Linked DNA regions of Mus musculus: region 2 is linked to region 1. The links are chromatin contacts, called in public promoter capture Hi-C maps. All regions are on one chromosome and are shown on one strand. Each heading gives the region's core, a stretch centred on a gene start, on an enhancer-like site or on the middle of the called end of the contact. The rest is flanking DNA. Distances are from core to core; before and after follow the strand shown.

What was found. Promoter capture Hi-C pulls out the DNA fragments that hold promoters and counts their contacts.
Region 2: a contact with region 1 is called in a promoter capture Hi-C map of the HPC-7 cell line. The contact joins two enhancer-like sites. A contact is called at or near these places in 4 of 39 promoter capture datasets (the C10 cell line, the HPC-7 cell line, HPC-7-derived erythroid cells and 1 more), 1 of 15 datasets of contacts at CTCF or cohesin (large pre-B cells), 3 of 115 datasets of contacts at active chromatin or transcription factors (DN3 thymocytes, double positive thymocytes and large pre-B cells) and 1 of 9 other capture datasets (liver).

The regions. Positions count from the first base shown.
Region 1 is chr17:72,946,488-72,951,211 of GRCm38.p6, reverse strand. No RefSeq gene overlaps it. Among named protein-coding and RNA genes, the nearest start is that of Lbh, 31 kb to the right of the region's middle. Within about 2 kb of position 2,836, at least 87 of the 459 cell types and tissues checked have an H3K27ac peak or open chromatin away from gene starts, as enhancers often do. A contact at or near this core is called in the HPC-7 cell line, where this site is marked.
Region 2 is chr17:73,195,072-73,199,962 of GRCm38.p6, reverse strand. Lclat1 (lysocardiolipin acyltransferase 1) reads right to left here. Exons shown (of 6, transcript NM_001177967.1): 5 at 3,168-3,284. Among named protein-coding and RNA genes, the nearest start is that of E330032C10Rik, 53 kb to the left of the region's middle. Within about 2 kb of position 2,657, at least 17 of the 459 cell types and tissues checked have an H3K27ac peak or open chromatin away from gene starts, as enhancers often do. A contact at or near this core is called in the HPC-7 cell line, where this site is marked.

The DNA of each region.
Region 1 (4,724 bases), core at 1,587-4,086:
AAGAGATTGCTGGAGAAGCTAAAATTTCCCTCCAGTTCTAGCCAGCCAAATGAGTCCTGAGTGAAAGATGGGTTTGGCTTCCAAGTAGAGTGAAAAGCCATACTGGCCTGCTCTGGGATAGATATCCTCACTTCATTAGTGAAAGTTCTGTGTCTCAGGGAGCCTCTAAGATCAAGATAAATGGGCTACCAGTCCATCACCCTATTCCCAAGTCTGGGGCTGTGGGTGGCACTTAGATAGGCTGACTTACCTACCCCACAAAGGGAACCCACAACACGCCAAAGTATTCGCTGCACCAAAGTCCAACTTGGTGACAAGACCCCCACTCCATCACAGGTGACAACCCCACCCCCACCCATCACAGGTGACAACCCCACCCCCACCCCATCACAGGTGACAATTCACAAAGGCTGCACAACTGGCAGGCATCTCTACAGGTCTGGGAGTCTGCTTTCCACAGTTCCACAGCCCAGCTGGTCAGCGTCTCCTTTCCCAGCAGTCAACTGCTCCTCCTATAAAGCTTGGGATGGGGCTCAAATCTTGCATGTTTTATTTGCCTCCTGTGATGGTTTATATAAGCTTGGCTCAAGGAGTGGCATTATTAGAAGGTGTGATCCTGTTGTAGGTGTGGCCTGTTGAAGTAGGTGTGTCTTTGTGGGTGTAGGATTTAAGACCCTCATCCTAGCTGCCTGGAAACCAATATTCTTCTAGCAGCCTTCAGATGAAGATGTAGAGCTCTCAGTTCCTGCCTGGATGTTGCCATGCTCCTGCCTTGATGATAACGAACTAAACCTCTGAACCTGTAAGCCAGCCCCAATTAAATGTTGTCCTTATAAGAGTTGTCTTGGTCATGGTGTCTGTTCACAGCAGTAAAACCCCAAGACACCTCCTGAGTCTCATGAGTCTCCCTCTCACCTGACCTCAATTCTAGAGATCACCTGCTATACATCAGGTGCACGCCTAGGAAAGCACGGCTCCATTAGCAGCTTATTTGGTTTGGTAGATGGACTCTCATCGTGGTTAGAAGTGGACCAGGCATTCAGAGAAAGAAACAAGGTGGCAGCTACCAGTTCCTCACTACCCCAAGTTCCACAAGCTCTCCCTGGCTTCTCAGTCATGCCTCTTGTGTAACTTCCACCCATGGATTACCTCCAGGTTACTGTGCAGTTGTTGATTTTCTTGTTTTTCCCTGGGCCTTATGGAATAGGGGTACATCCTCCTTGCCTTTGTACACGGCTATGGCTCTGCTCAGGGTCACAGTACCACCAGTTTTTAGGCAAGAAGGGAGGGAGGGACGGAGGGAGGGACAGAGGGATTCTTTTGCGCGTCGTGAATCATTTCAGAAACTTGAGGGAGTTTTGATTCTCCTTTCAGAATAATGCTTTAAATACCCTAAGATGCAGGAAGCTGCAAAGAACATCAATTCTGCTAAGATGCAGCTATTGAAAGATATTTTAGAAACACATAGATACATGGAAAAGTCCTACATCTCCTCTTTCTTAAAGCACTGCACGGTACAATCCAGCAGCAGGTGTGTTTTGAGGTTGCCATGACGACAAGTGTTATTTCATGATGCCCACAACAAGTGTGGCATGAAAAAAAAAAAAAAAGAAAGCACTCGTGACTTCTGCTGGTGAAAAGCGGGTCCCGCTGACATTGCTGTGGCTTGTCCCCTACACCCCTGATGGCAGGAAATGCTAAACTTCACTTAATTGTTTATGACAACATACATGTCAATTTGTTCTTTCTCTCAAACTCCTGAGTGGTGTGGATGCCTGTTCAAGAAACGCTACAGAAACTAATGAAAAGCAAGCAAATGCACCTTGCAAACTCACAATGTCCTCCTGAGCACTGTTCATCACTGAGGGATGTGGTGGTTTCTAAGACAGGCAAGAGAAGTTGAAAGCAAGGCTTAAACTGGCTCACTCACGAGCCACCATACTCTGAGACCAGGCAGAAATGAAACCTCCAGCTCTTTGTTTTCTGAGAGTGGAGTCTTCTAGGTAAGTTGTCTACTAAGGTAATGAGCCTTGGGGTTAAAGTGTGAGCAGGCATTAGCTAAGGAGAGGGCTTCTCGCTGTCCCCAGAGCACCCTCTGGAGGGGTGATCCTTTGAGTAAAAGCTGCTAACCCGGCTTTCGCATAGAGAATAAGGATGCATCCCCAACCACAAGGTCTTAAAATGAGTGACTTTTTAATATTATTCTTTGTGTGTGTGTGTGTGTGTGTGTGTGTGTGTGTGTGTGTGTGTGTGTGTGTCTTCAGTTGCCTCTCCACTGTAGTTTTTTAATCAGGATCTCTCACTGAACCTGGAGTCTCACCAGTACAGCTAGACTACCTAGCTAGCCAGGAGCCTCAGGGAACCTCCTGTCTCTGCCTCCCTGGCCCTGGGATTACAGTGTCATGCCTAGCTTTTTTTATGGAAGCACTGAGAATCCAAACTAAAGTCCTACTTTTGAGACAAACACTTTACCATCTGAACCATTTGCCCAGTCCATAGCACGAGTCATTAAAAAACAAAACAAAGCAAAAACAAACAAACAAACAAAGCCATCCTAGGCTAAGGAATAAACAGGTGAACAGAGACTCTATACCTAGAGGATCCCACTCCTGGTTCCAGGTCCTGATATCCTTGGGTAGGAAAACTGACCTTTAATTGTAGAACAGGAAATTGTGGCTCCACATAGTGTCAACTGCATGATCCCAAACCCAGCCCCTTGACATGAGAGCCCCCTACATGGTGTGTTCTTCCTTGCCCCTGCACAGCAGGGCCGAGACCGTGAGGTTATTTTTATCTTGCAGTGCTGGTTGTCTGGTAAAGGTTGTGGTGGGCTCCCGAGGCAGCTAGCTTGCAGCGAATTTCCGGTGGAGCTTTCTCCTTCTCATGCACGCTGCCTCTGTCCTCCAGGCTCTGGTGGCACTTGCTTCCTGTAGCTCACCCTTAGCCTTGGAGGAGAACAGGGGACAGAGGTCTGCTGAGCCCTTCACCCTCACCCTGTGCCCGTACCCTGCCTGGGCTGCCCCAGATCCATTTCCCGTGCAGAGAGGGTTCTCGGGGTACTTATCCTCCCCCCCTCCCAATTGTGACTCTCTTATATACAACTTTCTAGAGAGCTAGATTCACCAGGTTGGTGCTTAAGCATTTGACTGTGAGACACAGCAAATATATATATATCCAGCACAGATAGCCACCCACATCCATGGAGAAAACCAACATTCCCAAAAAAAATATATAGTTGCTGTTTCTTCTTCTGTTGTCCTCTGACCCCCCTTTTTTTTTTCTTTCTTGAAAAAATCTTGGTTGCAACCCCACAAATAAGCAAGTTGATTTTTACAACTATTTTGAGTCATTATTCAGTTTGAAAAAAATACTGTACCAGATATTTGTTTTGCGGTAGTTTTTCTTTCCTGACCTGGGGATAGCTCTTGCTTTTGAGATAGGCTCATTCCTTTAATTAAAAAAAAGAAAAAAAAAAAAAAAAAAGGAATCTAAGTCTGTGTTCTTATGACTTAGGAGGTGAATATTTGGGATTCCAGAGATGTGCTCAGCAGAGTCAAATTTGGTCCCATGCCAGTTTTATGAAGTTGGCCGCAGAGAAAGCATTTGCTCCTTGGTAACTGGGGACATTAAACTAGAGGGGCTGCATTTCTTACTTGCTCTTTCTCTCAGCTAGCTGGCTGTTAACACATTTACTAGTATATAATTGATTCTAGTACTGCTCTTTTTTTCCTCTTTTTTTGGTTGCAAACACAGTGTATTGTGAAGCTCTCTGGCATCAGCTTCCTTGTTGATGAGATACATCGAAAATGTCCTCTTAACAGAGAAGAATAGCAAAATGCAAATCATCAATTTGCTGCCCAATGGGACTTGAAAGATGAAGACCCTGCATTCTACTGCTGTTCATCATCGCCACCGTTGCTAGTTATGTGAAACAAGATCATTTCCTATATGCAAAGCCACACTTTGCAGAAGTGTGGTCAGAGATGGGAGAAATGGAGGGGGGCAGAGCTCTGTAAATGGGAGCCAGACAGAGAGAAGAATAAATTTGTTCTGTTTCTTTAGTTGGTTTTTCTCCGGCAGAAAAGGGCAAGGAAACATTGCAAATCAACGGCTGTGCAATGTAAGCCTGCCATCCAGGTACTGAGAGAGAGACATGAGTCTCCCTCTCTCCTGACCTCAATGCTAGAGATCACCTGCTATACATCAGGTGCACGCCTAGGAAAGCGCGGCTCCATTAGCAGCTTCTTTGGTTTGGTAGATGGACTCTCATCTTGGTTAGAAGTGGATCAGGCATTTGGACCAGAGAGAGAGAGAGAGAGAGAGAGAGAGAGAGAGAGAGAGAGAGAGAAGGGGATTCTACCAAATGAATGTTGTGAGTCACTGATTCTCAAGTGTCTAGTGCAAAGGTGTTATGGTCCCCACAGCAATCCAATCCCAGGTCCTGATGGCCCCTCCACAGCACAGATGTCTCTGCCTGGGGAGAGGAGAGATTGAACCTGGCAAAGTTGGGGCCTCTGTCCATTCATCACTGTCTGAGATCACACAGACATGGTCCATAACCTTTTTGCTCCACACTGAAAAAGACTGGGGATGTGTTAGTTTACAGCTGTGACTGTGACAGGGTTACAACATCAGTACCTTAAATAAAGTCAACTTACTTTCCTCTTACAGTTCTATTGGTTAGAGGATCTGCCTGCATCTGCCTCCTGATCACTGGAATAACA
Region 2 (4,891 bases), core at 1,408-3,907, 250 kb before region 1:
GCTTGCAAGGTGGCTACTTGAGCCACACTGGCCCTTTCTTGTACCTTCTCAGCCATGAATGTTTGTTATTCTGCCTATCCAGCTCAGTCTCAGACCACAGGACTCTCTTACATGAACACTTGGTACTATTTAGCAAAATTTCTGCATACTGTATGTCATAAAACTTAACACTTAACATGCATGTTAATGTAGACAGTTTTCAATGTGTATTATTCTTATCTCTAACCATTAAGACAATAAACTTCTTGAAGATAATCATATTTCAAATTGGATCATACTCTGAAACAAATGTTTTTTATCTCTTACTCTGGGTAGTCTAGCCTAATTTCAACTTGTTTCAATAAGACTCAGTGCTTTCAAATGTGCACACCTGTGCCTCCTCCTGGTGAAAATAATTATTACAATAGCCATCATCTATAATAAAACTTTACCAGACATTATGATGAATAGTGTTTGCAGACAGTGATTTCAAGGCTGAAGATAACATTATACATTTTATTATAACATATAGTTAAAAAGGAATTTCTTTCCCCTAAGTTGGTAACTAGTTTTGAGACTGGATTATTTCCATTTTTAAACACACACATACACACACACACACACACACACACACACACACACACATACACACACACTCATACCCCCACACACACTCGCATAATGGAAGTTTCTGTGGTTTCTGTGATTAGACGCCTGTATGACTTGCTGGTAACAAGGACCTATGAGTATAATATATAAAGTTTTGAAAAGCATGCTAGGAAAATAGCTTGTACTTACCACTTTCTGGCATATTTTAAGAGTCAACACAACTAATGCTGATTCATTTGCAGGGCGATTCCACATCCCCCAAAAAGAAAGACTCTAGCAGAATGATAAACCATGTACACAGATGGTACAACGGAAGGCACTCAGGGCAAACCCTGTGGTTACTGTTGCAAACAACCCTACTTACATAGTTAGCGTCACATTGCCAAGTATTCTCAGCCCTGGTAAACCGAGTCTAAAGAAAAACATGGGCTCCTTTCCTTGTTCTCTCTCCGCTCTAGCTAAATAATGCTTGCTCTCTGATTTCTGAGTTCGAGGCCAGCCTGGTCTACAAAGTGAGTTCCAGGAGAGCCAGGACTACACAGAGAAACCCTGTCTCAAAAATAAATAGATAGATAGATAGATAGATAGATAGATAGATAGATAGATAGATAGATAGATAGATAGATAGAGCTTGCTCTCGCTTTATCCTTAACTCCTGATGTTCTAAGTCACGTTTGCCTGCCCACACTTCCTAGCAACAGACAGCAGCCACACTGAGCTCCGCTGCAAGTGAGAATCATGAAAGCGGTGCTTTAGGTTGATTATTTTAATGTGTGGCTCCTGGGGGTCCATTGAAATACTGCTGAAATGTGGTTATAATGGTCATTTGTTATACCAGCAAGCTTTCTTTTCACAGGGTACTGTAAAAGCAGATCTTCAAGGCTTAAAGATCAGAAAGCTGAGCTGGGCCTCCTTGAGTCTTACATTCCTTTCCTAAAAGAATGCTGTGTGCCAGGCAGTGGTGGCGCATGCCTTTGATCTCAGTACTCGGGAGGCAGGTTTCTGAGTTCGAGGCCAGCCTGGTCTACAGAGTGAGTTCCAGGACAGCCAGGGCTATACAGAGAAACCCTGTCTCAAAAAAAAAAAAAAATGCTGTGGACTCAGTGGCCTCTTAGACCCTCTTTACTGTGACCCTTGGTGCAGATCTCACTTCTGCCAAAAGACCAAATCTGTCCTCAACACTGTAGTGTGCCTCCTCAGTCCACGCCTGCTCCTGCTGTCACCTTGCAGCATCCCACACCTACCTGAGACCATTACCCTTCCATTATCCTTTGCCTGCCTTTCTTTTCAATCCTCTCTTAAAACCACGCAGCTCACTCCTGCTAAGGTGTCTTTGTGGCTTGGAGACTAACTCCTATTATACTATAAATGAGAGCATATGCTACTCAGTCTCACACTATCCAGCAACTGATGACTTTCTTCCTCTTGCTGTCTGCCCTTGCTCTGTGTGATACTTGAGAACTGCTCTGCAGGCTTCTAAAGAGGAAGTAAACTTTACACTACAAACAGTGCAATGCCCCACACTTGTAAAAACTCAATGTTAGTGGCTGTTGTTACTACTTTAACAAGCATCAACATGTTTTTTCTTTTCACTATAGTATATAGGTTTCTAGTCCACAATTCTAAATGAAATAAGCAGAATTATCATCTGTCTTTCTCCTTTTTAAATGATAAACTGGCTGTGGGGAGTCAGTCACCAGTTCTGGCAGGGAACAATTAATTACTACTTGTGGCTCCTGACTAGTGTTCTGAGTATCAACTAGGCAATATACACTTCAAGTGTGCAACAAAGTTAACCAGGTTGCTAGTAGATATTTTCTAGATGGGTAGTCAACTATAAAACAATCTCCATTATCTTGTCTGTACTTAGGATAATTGTGTGAGTAAAAGTCATTTTCTATTAACTAAGAAATACAGTAATGTGCTAGCTTCCCAGTTAAAGAAATGACTAAATGCATGAAATGGAAACCATACTGTGGACTGAGAAGAGTAAGTCTAAGTTAGAGAGAGGAGAGACAGAAGTGAGAACACAGGCACTACCTGAATGCCTTCGTGCCATTCTGCACAGATACAGAGACAAAGACTTCCACCTTTACAAGCTTCTACAAGCTGATGGCAGAGGTGTGCAGTAGGCATTGGCAACGCAAAAGTCAAGACCACAGACCACATCTTAGTAGTTATAATCACAGAATTTCAAAAATAACCCAAACTGACCATAGACAGGTTTGGTCTTACCATCCCAATGTGATTCTAGGCTGGTAGCAAATATTTCTTCAAAATCACGGTACTTCGATGTAAAAGGCTCCATTTTAGCAAATTATAGTTTGTATCTTAAAACACATCAGACTCAAAGAACAGTGATGCCATTTAAGGAAAGACACTTTCTCTTACTTGAGGTTTCAAGGCCTTTCATGTTAGGCACAGGCAATTTTATGACATGAAACATTTAGAAGAGGAAGGTGACTATTTGTCACAGGTCATTGGATTCATATGGCTCACTACACGTCAGATATACATACACAGCTCAGCGATTTGTGTCACATTTATTTCAAACCACACATTTTAAGATCAGAACTTACCTTCTCTTAGGCGGTCCACCACAAAGGTAAAGCCAGTGGTTCTTGGGTGTAAAACATACTCATATTTCTGAAGTCCGTTCTTCTCAGCAAAATCATTACTCCTAGCCTTATTATTTTCTAGACAAAAAGAATAGACTGTTAGGAGCCATAAGGTAAAAGCTAAGGAAAAACATTAAGCACTTCTTGTACAAAAATAACACTTATGACCAGGTATGATGGTGACACCTTCAATCACAGAATTCGGGAGGCAGAGACAGGCAGATTTACAGGAGTTCATGACCAGCTTAGTGTACACAGTGAATTCCAGGCTAGCCACTACACTGTGAGACCCTGCATATGCCCAGAAGGCACTTTTCTGTTGTTACACAGTATACAAAGACAACGCAAACATTCTGAGTATGTGTATGAGTGCTTTGCCTGCATGTCTGTGTGACAGTGTGCAGTGTCCAAGGAGGCCAGAAGAGGGCATCAGATCCTCTGGAACTGGAGTTACAGATTTAGGCCCCAAATCAGGTCCTCTACAAGAATATCAAATGCTCTTAACCACTGGGCCATTTATCCAGCCCACAATGCAAACATTTGAGATAATCCCTTACAAATATCTGAAGTTGGCTGGGTGGGGGGGTGGGTAGGTAGGTAGGTAGGTAGGTAGGTATATAGGTTGATAGAGACAGATGTAAATTTACGTTATGAATAAGCCTTAATATCCTTAAATTTATATCCCAACTTTAAAATTACTTAGGTGGCTTAAAAAAAACTGATATGAAATGAAAATTGAGATATAAAAACAAAAAACTAATTAGCTAAAGTTTTCACTAAAGACCATCTTTATGTGAGGTGGGGATGTTCAATGTCACTTGTCTGCCACGTGCAAGGCCCCTTAGGTTCAATCCCAAGCAGCACTAAGAATCATAAAATCCTGACATAAGAACAATTTAAACGTAAAAGACTAATAACATGAAAAATTAACAAAATACAAAATCTAAACACCCTGAAGAAATAACTAGCAATCAAATCAACATTTTTTTTAATCCAATAATTTGGGCTTTGAAAGCAAAATAAAATACCTGCCTTGCTCAAGCACAGAGTGGCTAATATTACCCAGACCACTGCACAGCAAAATAGACACATGATTAGCACATCATGTACACACATCTGAACATGATTTGGCTGAATATAGTTACAGAGACAAGTATATGTTCCAATTGTTGGCAATAACTTCTTTTTCCATTCCATGAGGTCACTTTACAAATTCCAAGAAGAACCAAACTCGTTACTCAGCAAATACAACTGGAAAATAAAGTGTTCAAAAATTTGGCCTTGACTAGTAGAGATCATGAAATATCTTCTGATGACAGCAAATGTTAGGACATGTAATTCTCAGCTCTGTTTGGAAATTTACAGACTAGTACAAAAAAATTTATCTATATAAACACAACTTTCCTAGGAGTAAATTTAAGATCAGTGAGTTCTCTAGCCCTCCAGCAACCACAGATGTATCCCACAACACAATATCCAGTAGATAATCTTACAGAAGGGGCTGTGTCATTTCTATCAGAGGCACTGAGTCAAATGCCCACAGCTCTCCCAACAATACAAGGAGAGACCTTGGACATGGAAATCAGTAAGCTATTCTGCATCTGCTGTGAATGTCCTGGGCACGAGCAGACTAGTGGCAGCATTTCTGTTGCAACTAGCTGCAGACCTTAAAGGGGACAAGGAGC